3 separate regions of the Rattus norvegicus genome follow, and regions 1 and 2 are each linked to region 3. The links are chromatin contacts, called in public Hi-C maps. All regions are on one chromosome and are shown on one strand. The core of a region is the stretch at or near the end of the contact, and the rest is flanking DNA. Distances in the headings are between cores, read along the strand shown. Region 1 holds the start of Sesn3 (sestrin 3). Region 2 has its middle 43 kb from the start of Endod1. Region 3 has its middle 59 kb from the start of Fam76b.

Region 1 (4,331 bases), core at 408-2,907, 390 kb after region 3:
GGATGAGATTGGCAGTTTGGACAACAGTGTGGTCTAATGGCTTTGTTATGCTAACCCTTGCGGGCTTCTCCAAGTGCGACTTCCTGGTTTTACATCATTGGACACTAAATTCCTAACACAAAGTAGTGCTAGCAATTAAACATGTGTTAAATTAAAAATAATACAAGAAATGTAAACCAGTGGGTCAGTTCTTTAAAATCATCTCCACAGATACATTCTGCAAACTGCAGGCCTTCACAAATCTGGACACACTCGAGACCTTTAGAAAACGAGAAGCCGAGAATACAGATTAGGTTCTCAAGAGCGAAAACAGGTGATGTCATAGCACGCAGTGCGGTGTGGTCACCGCCAAGGCTGGCTGGGGAACTGCAGTTCCTGGGAGCTTGCTGTTCTGCTCCAGTAGCAGAAGCACCCTGTCACCGGTTCCGCGACACCGGTGAGCACCCTGCGCCAATCAGGTGCTTGCTCTGCACCGCCTTTGTTCTCACTGGGGAGCAGGCAGCCAGAGTCTGGTCTGCAGTCTGCGGTCCGGGTTTGGTCCCTCAGGGTACCTGGCTCCCTCGCTCATCTGGCTTTCCTCAGTGACTTATGCCTTCTGTCTCCAGAACATAGAAGCTAGACCCTGACCTCACCGTTGTCAGTTTTAAATCGTTTTAAACGGCAATTCGTACTCAAAACCTTCTATTCAGGCAGGGATTGGGCTCTGCAAGTCTCTAAGCAGAGGCCTCCCACAGGATTAGAGAGAGAGAGAGAGAGAAAGAGAGAGAGAGAGAGAGAGAGAGAGAGAGAGAGAGAGACCGAGCGCCAGCCAACCTCTGAGTTGTTCATGATAAAAGAACTTTCTTTGCTGTGAGAATGATCATGGGGGGTGGGGGGGGGAGAGAGAGAGAGAGAGAGAGAGAGAGAGAGAGAGAGAGAGAGAGCCCTAAACCAAAGATGTGTTTCCAGGTCTCTAACTCCAATGTATAGACTTCAGACCTCTATCTCTACAGCCGCGGGTAGTTGGTCTTTCGCACAAGACTTACAGAGTGCTTAAAGAGCATAAAGTTCTTTGAGATCTCTGGGTGCAAAGTGCTGCAAGACTTCCTCACAGCTATTCTTAGATTTAAACCGACCGAGAGAAAGCCGAACCACTGCCCTGGGAGGAAGGAACGTTCTTGCGTCCACCCTACCCACTCCCGAGAGATCAGGAAATGTTTAGCTAGGTCTCAAATCCTCTAGCGAGCTCTAGCTTCCAGCTATTTAATCTCACTCTGTCCATTCGGCCTGGTCTTGCAGAGAGGCGTGGCTTGTCCTGAGGGTGGCGCTAGAGTCCCTGATAATTTGCATATACCACACCCCCACTTCTCATTGGCAGACTGGACCCCACTACCTAACTAACCCACGGTCACTCTTTAGCATCGAGCCTCGGAGATAAACTTAACTTGCCCGGAGATTCATGTTGCTCTCGCCTACCGTGATTGGCCGACGCTACTCATTGGCTGAGGGCGCGGAAGGGGGCGTGGCCGACGCCGCCTGATTGGCGGGAGGGGGCGGTGCCCAGCACGGCTGCCCTGAAGGCGGCGGGCCTCGGGGGCGGGGCTGCACTGAGGAGCTGAGACGGCCGCGGCTGCTCGTCCTGGCTGGCGGGGCGGGGGTCTGGCGATGGGGGCGGGAGGAACAACGGGCCGGTGAGCGCCGCGGCCGCCGTCCCCGCCGAGCTCGCGCGGGCAGCCGCTGCGTCGTCGCTGCCGTCCGACCCCCTAAGAAGAGAACGTTGAAGCAGCCCTTCGCTAGCGGCCGCGGTGACAGCCCGGCTTCGGCGCGATGAACCGCGGTGGCAGCAGCGCGTCGGCCTCGGCCAACTACCTGCTCTGCACCAACTGCCGGAAAGTGCTGCGGAAGGTACGGCGCGTCCGCGTCCGGCAGTGAGGCGCTCCCCACGGTCGGGGTCCGGGCGGCGCTTGCGGGGGACGAGATGCGAAGGGTCCTCCCGCGGGGTCCCCGCGCTCGGCCCCTGGACTGCAGCCGGGTCTGCCCCGAGGCTGAAGGGATGCTGGGATGCTGGGAGGAACCGGCTCCGCTGGGGATGGAGGCTGGCCTGAAATCACAGCAGCCAGTTTGGTCTGCAGGAGCCTGGCTGCCTCTCCGCGGTGGCTGACTCTGGGGGGTGTTTTCTTTGACTGGGTCGCTTCTGCCAGGCCCACAGTGCCCTGACACCGCCTTTTGACATTCTCTTGGTGGGTCCCAAAAGGCACCATGAAGGCATCTTGAACTTTATGCCTATGGGAAATACTGTTCGATCTTCCAGCGCTTTCAGCTTGGGTTGGTGGAGGTGGAGGCTGAAGACGACTTGGGTTCGCCCTCCTTATCATCCCCCACCGCGGTGTGGATCAAGAAAATCCGACCCAAGATCAGCTTATTGCTTTCCAGAGTGACTGATAGAAAGTTTACTCCAGTATTGTTTAGCTTACTTGGCTTAATCGCCCCGTGGGGGATGGGGATTCAGGGAGAGAAAGGATGACAAAATGTCCCTGTAGACGCAGAAGAGTTTTTAATCAGATCTGAACAGCCTCCTTGACTAATATAATCTGTTTCTTTTCCACTCTCTCTCTCTCTCTCTCTCTCTCTCTTTTTTTACATTGCATGAAATGAAATCATTAGGTGAAGTGTTTCTGTTTGCCCAGCACCAAATGAATTAAAATTGCTGAGCTGTGCATATCTGAGAGCTAAGATGAAGAAGGTGCCGGGTTTTTTTGTTTTTTTTGGTTTTTTTTTTTTTTTTGTCAATTTCCCTATCTACAGTCAATTTAGGATTGCTCTTTATGTACTAAGAAAAAGAAGCAAGCACATAAATAAGCAAGCTCAAATATTTGCGCTCTTTGTCCAAAAACTGTTTTTCTTCCTCTGTGGGTCAGGCCAAGTGCCAATCAAAGTTGTTTTTCAAGCCTCTTTTCCCTGCAGTGGAGCTGGTCCCCCCGCCCCCCCTCCTTTCTCCTATTTTATTTGAGAGCGTCAGGAAAGCAAAGGAATTGCAGGTTTGAAGTTAATCAAACAATTAAATACGCCTTAAATTGTGTTTATTGGATATGTTTCTCTTAAAAAAGATTTTTATTAAATGTGCATGTTGAGAATGTGCAGTTATTTTTCCCCCATAAACTCCTGGATCAAATTACAGTTGATACTTGCTCAGCTCATTGTAGGGCAGCTTGAGAGAAATGTAATGGATCAGAAGCTCAGTTCAGCTCAGTTGAATGTTAACTCTTTCACTGCTGGACCAGGTGGCATCTGAATAGAGGTTTTAAAAATTATTATTTCTTAATTTTTTTAAAGCCGAAATTGTCTTTGTCAGGAAAAACAGTGTCAGTGAAACCTGTTTAATTCAACTTTCAGTTAAAATGAAAGGAAATGTTATATGTGTGGGTCCTAGTGTGGGGAGCAGTGCTATAATTGACTTATTTAAGTGATATAATTCTATTTCAGTCAAAGCACATTAAAATTAGGCTTCGCACCTTTTTATTTTTCGTTTGACAGAGCTTTGATTATGAATCCATGACACTAGCATTAATGACATATTTATGTTTTTCTTCCAGTTTTTTAAGAAACTAATATTTCTGTTTATCTGGGAAGACCATCTCACTTCTAACCATAACTATAAGAAGCATGCAAAGTGGGCATTCACAGTTTTCTATTTTATAATTGTGCACACCTCTGCCAGTATCCAGTTTTCAGTAACTACAAGGCATTTAATTTTGACTCATGTAGTGGCATGAAATGAGTTTAGATGAGAAAAACATTGTTTGTGCCAGTTAAGACATGATCTGGCAACATTCGAAGCTCATAACATTGCCATTCTTAAACACTCTAGAAAGAAATCAGTATCTAGCATTAAAGGCTTCATCATCCTAAAAATGCCACGTGAAGATTTACTTGTAGTAATGATGTTTTTATTTTCGGTAGATATAGCTAAAGTTCATCTACAGCCACCACAGCCTGATTGCCTGCATCTTTCTTGTTTCTATATAGTAGTGTGCAAGCACATTGGGTTCTAGTTGAGTGAGGACACCGCAGAAGGATGACTGCATCCATGTCAGTGGCCTCTTGGCTATTAGAACTGTCATCAGTGAGAAGCAGAGGCCTTTACCTGTACAAGGCAGAAGGCCCTTTTCTGGCCGTGAGCAATATGTGCAACATATGATGGCTTCTGAAGAAACTTTAAATGGAAACCTTTAAACTTTAAACCTTCAAAGGAAATACTTTGTTTTTAACTCAATGTCTGAACAGTGAATTGTGTATTGTATGAGAATCTTGTTTATTCTTAGAAGTGCTTTCACAGTGTTGGTCCAGTGTCT
Region 2 (4,426 bases), core at 81-2,580, 450 kb after region 3:
AGAGCTCTCATCCTGCTGATTATTGGCACTTGGACTCTTCCCCGGACCTGGAGCCCACACAAAGTGGTACATGGTGGACCCTTGAGGGGACCAAGCCCTTGGCTAAAGCAAAAATTACCCAGCCAATGTAGGGTATATCTTAGCCATGCCAAGCCAACACCAATGCAAAGCCAAGCAGTGGTTGCCAAGGTGATTTTTATGCTCAGAGCACGAATCGCTCAGATGGTCACACTTACTGGGGCCCAAGCTGTCTGGATACAGCCTAACGGGTTGGTTAGTTGTCTGAAACTAACCCCAGACTAAATCTTGATATTGATTCAGCAAGTTCTTAGGAAGTGTGGTCTGGTGTACTGCAGTCCCGTCTAACTGGGCACACGGGCAGCAAGCCTTCAAGGCAATAGGGCTTGTGCAATGTGGCAAAGCTTCTGTGAGTTCAAGGCCCTCCCCAACCTATTCGGACCCAGTGCAAACCATCATTCCTCCACCCTGCATATATCTGTCCTCATTAACAGCTGCGCTGTCCTCTTCCTGCCTCTGACCACACACCCAGTAAGTACCTCAGCTTCCCTCAAACCTGCCATGTCTACTGAACTCCCACCTGTCTTTCAGGGTGCAAAGCAAATGCCACCTCCTCTTTGAAGCCCCTGCCCCACACCTTCTCCAAGAAGCTGCTCCTTTCTCTGCACCTCCACTCTCCCCCCCACCTCCTATGAGTGAGTGATAAACAGCGGCAGGCACCAAGGCCCCGCCAGCCAGGAACTTAGAGAGCAGGCTTTGAAGTGAGCCCAATCTTAGAACACAAAACACAAGATCGAGTGACCTGCGTGCGGGCACACAGCCCATCACTGGCCAAGCCAGGCCCTCTGACACCAAGCGAGTACTCTGGACCACTGTGCTGAGCTGCTAACTCCAGGGCCCATTACACTCAAGACTGTCCCATCCATTGCGGGGGGGGGGGGGGGGGTGGGGTGGGGGTGGGGGTGGGGAGACAGCCAGGATCGTATTTTAGCCACTTCCACAGCTCCTAGCACCTGACTCATGAGTATATGCCAGGTCCTGCCTGCCAGACACTACAGCAGGAGGATTGAAAGAAAACTACTAGCCCAGGAGAACCCTTCTCTCACTACATGCTAGTCCCCTTTCTGCCCATGATTTCTAATCTCTTCACAGCAGGCCTGTCCACCGTGCCTGGTATTGCTCTTTGAAGGTAGGCTTTTAACAGAGCTACTTCTATTGTGTCCGTCTGGTTAAGAATCCCACTGCCAGGTTTATCCTGTACAGCTCTGAGCCCACTGCTACCACAAAGGCTACATTCCTGAGGAATGAGAACGACTTTGCAGAGAAAGAAAGGGGGCAGGATTTAGACAGCACCAGACTTGCAGAGGGACCCTGGCTGGCCATACAGTTCCCAGAGGCAGCTGGGATATCTGGAGGAGGAAGAAGCCTTGAAGAGGGAGATCTTTGAAGGCACAGCTGGCTGCACACCAGTCCTGGAGCTGGCAGTCTGCCTTGACCAGCTCAGACCAGCCAGAATGTCACTGGGAAGGTCAACAAATCAGAGGGTTTTGTTGTTTAAAGCTTTCAGAGTTGGGTTCTAATCAGTACATGAGACATCATTTAAGCCAACACTTAACCTGGTCTAAAAACACTGACTTGGAAGCTGCTTGAAAGGACAGTTGGGTGGGGGACAGCTGTGGCCGGGGAGTGTTGGGATGGAGACATCCCTGGTCTGATACTTTGCCATCTCTCTACGGCTGATGTGCTTGTGAGTTTTCCGATCTCTGGCAAATACACACTAAGCATGTATCGGCAACAACGTTTCAAGTGGCATTTAAAAGTGCACAGGATAGGGTCGGGTCTACATAACTCTGACACTAAGGAGATAAGAGACAGAGGGAGCGGGCATGGCCAAATCCCTTAGGACTGCTCTTCGGCCTGCTGGAGAGACAGAGTCAAGGACCATCGAAGCTGCCCCTAGACAGACAGGGCACTCTGATCCTAAAAAGGGAAAGCGCAGGGAGGGGTATGGATGTCCTGCATGGCAGGGGCTCTAGTGTGGGAGGAAGATGGCTGTGAGGAGTGGACATGGTCAGCTGGTAGAGAAAAGCTAGAGCAGGGTTCATGCTGGACAGTGGTGAGAGGAACAGAGCCAAGAGCCCAGACAAGTTTCCAAGCACAGTCCAAGCAACTTGTCTTAGTCCAGGCTTCCACTGGGAAAGTTGACACTCTGACGTGTGTGTGTGTGTGTGTGTGTGTGTGTGTGTGTGTGTGTGTGTAAGTATGTGGGGGTGGCAGTGTGTGTATGTATTTGCCTTAACTGAGATTCATTATATAGTCTTAAAATCTACATGTGAATGTCTGGGATAGGGAAATGTTTGTTCTGCGTCTATCATACCTTCAAACACACACCATTTCCCTCTCACCACATGCCTTTCGTTAACCACCTACATGATTCTGAGTTCCTGGCTCCAGCTACAGAGGCAATGCGGAACCACTGGAAGGATTCAGAATGAGAGAAATGGAGTTTTAGAACAGTCGTTCCCATAGGAGGTTCCCAGGTAGAATTACAGGAAGCCCAAGGACAGTTGAATTCCTTACGAGTGATTTTTTAAAAAATATAAGTAAGTATGGGTCATACAATACCCCCCTCAGAGTCTTAATTTAAAGGAGCATCTATTTTCTCCCTTTGCCAAATCTGGCAATCTTGCCCACATAGGATACGGCGAACAGGAATAAATGAAGGAAGAAGTCCAATGGAGAGGCGTTGAGAGAGCTGCAGAGCCATGAGGTGACTCTGTCCTCTGTGAAGCAGGTAGGCAGGATGCTGTGAGCAGTTCTGCAAGATGAACAGTTAGAGCAAGCAGATGACTAGGGTTCCATGGCACGGGCCAAGCAGTAGCCCTAGACACAGAGATGCAACTCTCGAATTAGACGGGGGACTTCTCTTCCCCCATGACTACCATTGTCAGGAAGAGTACAGAGCTTGTGCACACATCTTTCGCCTACTGTATGTGAGCATTTGACCACGAGCCCTGGCCACACTACCTGCCGTGTCTATGCTGGGAAGGTCATGTCTCTTCCTTCCTGCCTGCCTGGTTATTTTGAGCAAAGGATGATAGAATACCAACCCGCCCCTTGGCCTACATGGCTTGGACTTGTATAATCCCGGTTTCTCTACGTGCTAATGGCTGTGGGGCAGACTACCCAGCCTTTCTCCCCAGACAGAAGGCAGTTTATGATTTGCCCTTCTCTTTGCATTAATGTTTCTCTCCGTGTCAGTTTTAGGAGTAACACTTATGTTATATCTAAACAGCTCTGTACCACAAATAACGGGCGTGGAAACCAACTCCCTAGGACAGTGGTTCTCACCCTGCCTAATGCTGGACCCTTTAATACAGTTCCTCATGTTGTGGTGACCCCCCACCATGAAATTACTTCTTGCTACTTGTAATTTTGCTACTGTTATGAACTGTAATGTTCTGACAGGCAGGAGATCCAGTGCAACTCCCAAAGGGGTTGAGAGTCACAGACTGAGAACCACAGCGCTGGAGCTTGGGTTTCCTCAAGTTCCCCATCAATCACTGTGGTCTTAAAAGCCCTTCCAGCCCCACAGCTGTATCCCGACAAACTCCGCTTCCAGCCAGGCCCTCTGCAGACAGAGAATGGCTTTATCAAGTGTTTAGTGCTTTCCATAAATCTCCCAAATTAAACCCCTTTACTCTCTCTTTCAGAGTTTTTGAATCTTGGTCAGGGCCATTCCATCCTTCTCAAAATCATCCTCAATACACCTGTACGTCATGGGACAGGAGATCTTTTCTACCTAGCTTTGTTCTCATGGTTCAACACACATTCTCTGTCTCTGTCTCTCTGTCTCTGTCTCTCTGTCTCTCTGTCTCTCTGTCTCTGTCTCTCTGTCTCTCCGTCTCTCCGTGTCTCTGTCTCTCTCTCTCTCTCTCTCTCTCTCTCTCTCTCTCTCTCTGTCTCTCTCTCTCTCTCTCCTCTCTCTCTCTCCACTACTCTGGCCTTCATCTTTGGATACTGAAAATCAATTTCCATCTGCTCCTCAAATATCCAAGAAAGGCTCTCTGCTGCTCACACATTAAACCTACGGTCTACCGTGCCTGTGGAGCCCTATTCAACCGCTCCTTTCCGGGAGAGTTTGACAATGAGTGTCTGACAACAGGCCGGACAGGGCCTCCTTAACTGGAACATAGTAGGTATTCCGAAAGCGTGTGTTGAATGATGATATGATCATATAAACCTTTAATTGCCAAGGACCATTCTAAGAGGAGACTCAGAAGGACAGCCAGAGGCCAAGCTCCTACCTACAGCCCCTGCTCTTACCACAGCATGGAACAAAGGCACACAGGAAGTCATTCTCACATGCAACACACACATGCACACACACGCATATGCATGCACACAC
Region 3 (4,167 bases), core at 706-3,205:
AAGGGGAAGCAGATCAGACATTGGGAGTAGATAGAGAGACAGATTTTAATGAAAGAACACTATTTCATGAAGATTTAGCCCATGCAATTTAAAAGGCTGTAGACTCCAAGAGCTTCTGGAGAAGCAGCACAGTCCTCCCCAGGAAGACAGATGACGTAGCCAGGGTGTAGTGCACAGCTGAGAGGCAATAGAGCAGACTCCAGCTGCAACTGGAAGCTTCTGAGGACCTGGGAAGAGCTAACATTTCTTTCAAGCCCAGCAGCAAGAAGAAGGTACAGCTGGAAGCTCTTAGGCAGAGAGAAGTGTCTCTTACTACAGGGAAAGTTAAGAGATAATCCAACTCAGGACTGAAACTGGTAAAACACAAACTGACATAAAACCCTAACCCAGAGCCCACCTTCTTAAACTCACCCCGCTAGTCCCACAGTCCACTTTAGGCTCAAGTCCTGCATGTGTATGGGAGTCCCAGGACGGTCACACAGGTGGAGCTGTGGCATGATGGGGTCAGCTCATTTGACCGAGAGGTACTGATGGATGTGCAGAATTTCCCAATTCCGTGTTCAGCTGATGGCTTAAAGTTGGCACCAACTTTATACCACAGAAAACCAGCACTTCAAGCCAGGACTTTCACCCTGCAAGAACCAGTTGTTTAGAACGTCTCAGTATTCTGCTGTCTTGGTTTGCTTTGTGTAAGAAAAGATATGATGACCGCCTGCTTCCAGATCGTCTCACGGACTTTGTAGAGTGGTCTCCAAATGGTCTCGCATAAGACTTTCATAGTGTTCACAGTAGTTGAAGGAAGACATTTGGATCAGGCAGATTCAAATGTGGATCTCCATCTGAGTGGCTAAGCTGGTTAATTAGAAGAAGGGAGGAAAAAAAAGAAAAAGGGATGGGTAAGGAAAAGTAGAGCTCAGTTTATCTTTCTTAGCTACTCTGTCCAGTTTCTTTCCTTGGCTCTGTCATCCAAACTTTGTCTTTTTGCCTCCTGATTCTCCTTTATTACTTCTCTATATGGTCAGGGGTAAAGAAATTCTGGTGCTGGGGTTGGGGATTTCGCTCAGTGGTAGAGCGCTTCCCTAGCGAGCGAAAGGCCTTGGGTTCAGTCCCCAGCTCCAAAAAAAAGAAAAAAAAAAAAGAAAGAAAGAAACTGTGCTGCCAGCTGCCTCTGCCCTTGAATTCAGTCCCCAGGCATCCTTAGGAGCAGGTGTCTGGAGTGACGAGAAGTTTCAAGCCTTCTGTCTTACTTCCCTCTCACGTTCGGAGGCCGCTTTTCTCCTCTTCTTTGATCTCACAGCCCAAGATGCACTTATCCAATTGGTAATTATAAATATTAGCATTGGCGTGGGGAGGTCAGGATGCTTGGAGCTGACAAAGGGGCTCCTGTACAGAGAGTAGCAGAGGGTGAGCGGTAGGTGGCGCTCTCCAGCCAGCAATGCCCGGTGGGATTGGAAAGGTCAGAGTGCACCTTAATTCTGGACGTTTGAAGAAGCTTCCCAGCCCATTTACAGGAATGGCTAGATCTTGGTTCCTGTCATGATCTTCCTTCTTTTAACTACTTAGCTCCTTCATGATATGTTGAGGACTGCAGAGCTGGGGGTCGGGGGGAGCTGGGAAATGAACTGCCTAGAGATGTTACAAAAGCTCATTTTGGCTGCTGGAATTAATGGCTGGAGTGATATTCTGCCTAGATGTCAGGTCGATGGTAATCTTTCAGAGAAAACATCGTGCTGGTGTGGGAGGCCTCCTCATTTCTCCACAGCACTTCGTATCGTGTGATCACTAAACTTTATGGTGAGACGTAAACAAATAGTCAACAACAACAGATCTTCTCAGGAAGTGTGAAAAAAGTCTATTTCTGTTTGAGGAACCTTTGGAATGCTCAACATAAGTGGGGCAGGCTCGCTTCGTGTTGCTATGGCAACACACTCCACAGCTGCTTCCTGGCCCGTAGAGGGACAGCACTTGGCTCAGGGCTTAGTACTGAGTGGGGACTCAGCAAATGTGGACTCGAAGGCTTATTCCATCCCTGTGGTATGCTCTAGAAAGGAGGATAGTTTCTTTATTGGCTTTTTGCTTTGCCTAGCAAAAAACGTTAGCTAAGTAGGAACACCAGGCGCAGCAGTGGCCCCCGACATCATGTCATTTACAGCTAGCAGATTCCCCCTTGTCTTAGCTATGGTTGCTATGGAGAGACAACAGGATCAAGGCAGCTTATGTAAGAAAGCATTGAAGAGAAGGCTTTCTCACAGTTTCAGAGGTTACTGCCATGATCATCATGGTGGGAAGCATGGTGGCAGGCGGGCGGGCAGGCAGGCGGGTGGGCGGGCGGGCGGGCGGGCAGGCAGGCCGGTGGGCGGGCGGGCGGGCGGGCGGGCGAGCGGGCGGGCGGGCAGGCGGGCAGGCAGGAAGGCAGGTGGGCGGGCAGGCAGGCGGGCGGGTGGGCGGGCAGGCAGGCAGGCGGGCGGGCGGGCATAGCCCCAGTGCAGTAGCTGAGAGCTTACATTTGGTCCATAAGCACTTGGCAGAAAGAGAGTGAGTTTAGGCCATGCCTCCTAGTCCTTCCTAAATGGTCCGACAACTGGGAACAAAGCATTCAAATACAAGACCTTACATTCTCATTCAAACCACCACACTTCATTTCTCTCTTCACACTCATGCAAATCCCACGATGCTCCTTGGCAGAGATGGCTGCACCGTGTTCCACCCTACTCGATTAAAGTGTCCATCCACCTCCCCCAGCAACACAACATGACAACAGTCATGGGTACTGACTGTCCCAGTTCATCTGGCACTGCTATGACTAAAAAACAAACAAACCCCCTGAAGTTCCTAATTAATGTTAACATGTCCAATCACTCCACCCAGTTTTGCATGTGTAAGGTACATGCATTTTGTCAAGATTCCTTTCTAGCTGATCTGAAGCAGTGGCCTCACGGGGTGGAGTAGAAGCCCAGAGCTGAAACCTCCGCCATCTTTTCCTCTAATTGCATTTTCAGTGCAGCCCTTTCTTTAACCAAAGGCATGAAGAGCTTCAGGCAGATGGAGCTAGCCAAGGAGATGCTTCGAGTCAGACTGTGCCTTCTCTGAAGACTTATATACCCCACACAACCGTTAGGACCCTTCCGCAGGCTTGTGACTACTGCTAGAGAGGAAACCCCCTCTGTTGTAACACTCTTGAACGCCTGCTGCTAACGTTCACTGCTCAGACCAGTGGAATGGAGGCTATCGGAGTCCACAGTGGAGATCCAGCCCTTCAGTGGTGTTACTGTCTCAGTGAAGGCAGCATACATACACAGCTGTAAAATTCCTCCTGCTTTTAACTGAGCATTTGAACATTTTACCACCATGACACTGCCATCAACTCTGGGCTGCTTCTCTCTCTCTTCTGTGTTCATGGAGAATTTTTTTCTCACCCAGATAAGATCCTGTCTTACCCTGGGGCTGCGGTAAGGGTGCCAGAGCCAGTATGTGGCACAGTCTATCACTTGAATGTCTTTAGCTATGGCCCTAAAGGGCTACCAACACAAGGAAGCAGGCGGTTTTGCTCAAAATAATAAGCAAGAATGGCAGGGTGAGATTCCTGGAAACTGTGCTGGTTATGTTTCTCCTTGAAAGTACCTAACGGGAACCTACGTTAAGGGGTGAATTATTTACACAGTGCATCACTTCCGGGAAGGCATGGTGGAAGGCAGTGTGAGCTGGCTCATCGCATTACACCTACAGTCAGGAAGCAGGGGCGGAACAAAAAACAGGGTCTGGCTAGGAAGCCTCAGGAGCAGCCCCAGTGAACGACTCCTCCAGCGGACTCCACCTCCTTAAGGTTCCACAACCTTCCAAGACAGCGCCACCTGCTGGACACCAAGGATTCAAACATACAAGCCAGGGGGCGCATCGCACACCCATACCATGACAGAAACCGCGTGTATACCGCAGGGTCAATAGTAAAAACACGAATTGAGACTATCCTACCACCATAGACTTTCACTGCTGTGATAACTGGCTTCTCCATACACTGGCGGAAGGGTCAGCAAGTTTTTCTCTTCTGTTCCCCACCCAGTAACCAAGCTGCATCAGCGTCCTCAAGTGCTCCCTCTTCCCATTCCCTCTGAAGACTAGGCTTAAAATAGAAGCTGTCAGTATTGTGTAGGCTCAGGGGTTAGCGCT

What was found. Hi-C and Micro-C count contacts between places; a contact is called where the count stands out from the background.
Region 1: a contact with region 3 is called in a Hi-C map of the A7r5 cell line, with 10 times the contacts expected there. The contact joins the promoter of Sesn3 here to the enhancer-like site in region 3. A contact is called at or near these places in 5 of 12 Hi-C or Micro-C datasets (the A7r5 cell line, the Rat2 cell line, Schwann cells and 2 more) and 1 of 1 datasets of contacts at active chromatin or transcription factors (oligodendrocytes).
Region 2: a contact with region 3 is called in a Hi-C map of the A7r5 cell line, with 5 times the contacts expected there. The contact joins two enhancer-like sites. A contact is called at or near these places in 11 of 12 Hi-C or Micro-C datasets (the A7r5 cell line, the Rat2 cell line, Schwann cells and 6 more).

The regions. Positions count from the first base shown.
Region 1 is chr8:19,413,770-19,418,100 of GRCr8, forward strand. Sesn3 (sestrin 3) reads left to right here and starts at 1,658. Exons shown (of 10, transcript NM_001108125.1): 1 at 1,658-1,884. The coding sequence starts at 1,807. LOC120094081 (a long non-coding RNA gene) reads right to left here and starts at 1,591. Exons shown (of 3, transcript XR_005487967.2): 1 at 1,456-1,591.
Region 2 is chr8:19,474,326-19,478,751 of GRCr8, forward strand. No RefSeq gene overlaps it. Among named protein-coding and RNA genes, the nearest start is that of Endod1, 43 kb to the right of the region's middle. Within about 2 kb of position 1,331, at least 9 of the 93 cell types and tissues checked have an H3K27ac peak or open chromatin away from gene starts, as enhancers often do. A contact at or near this core is called in the A7r5 cell line, where this site is marked.
Region 3 is chr8:19,028,091-19,032,257 of GRCr8, forward strand. No RefSeq gene overlaps it. Among named protein-coding and RNA genes, the nearest start is that of Fam76b, 59 kb to the left of the region's middle. Within about 2 kb of position 1,956, at least 43 of the 93 cell types and tissues checked have an H3K27ac peak or open chromatin away from gene starts, as enhancers often do. A contact at or near this core is called in the A7r5 cell line, where this site is marked.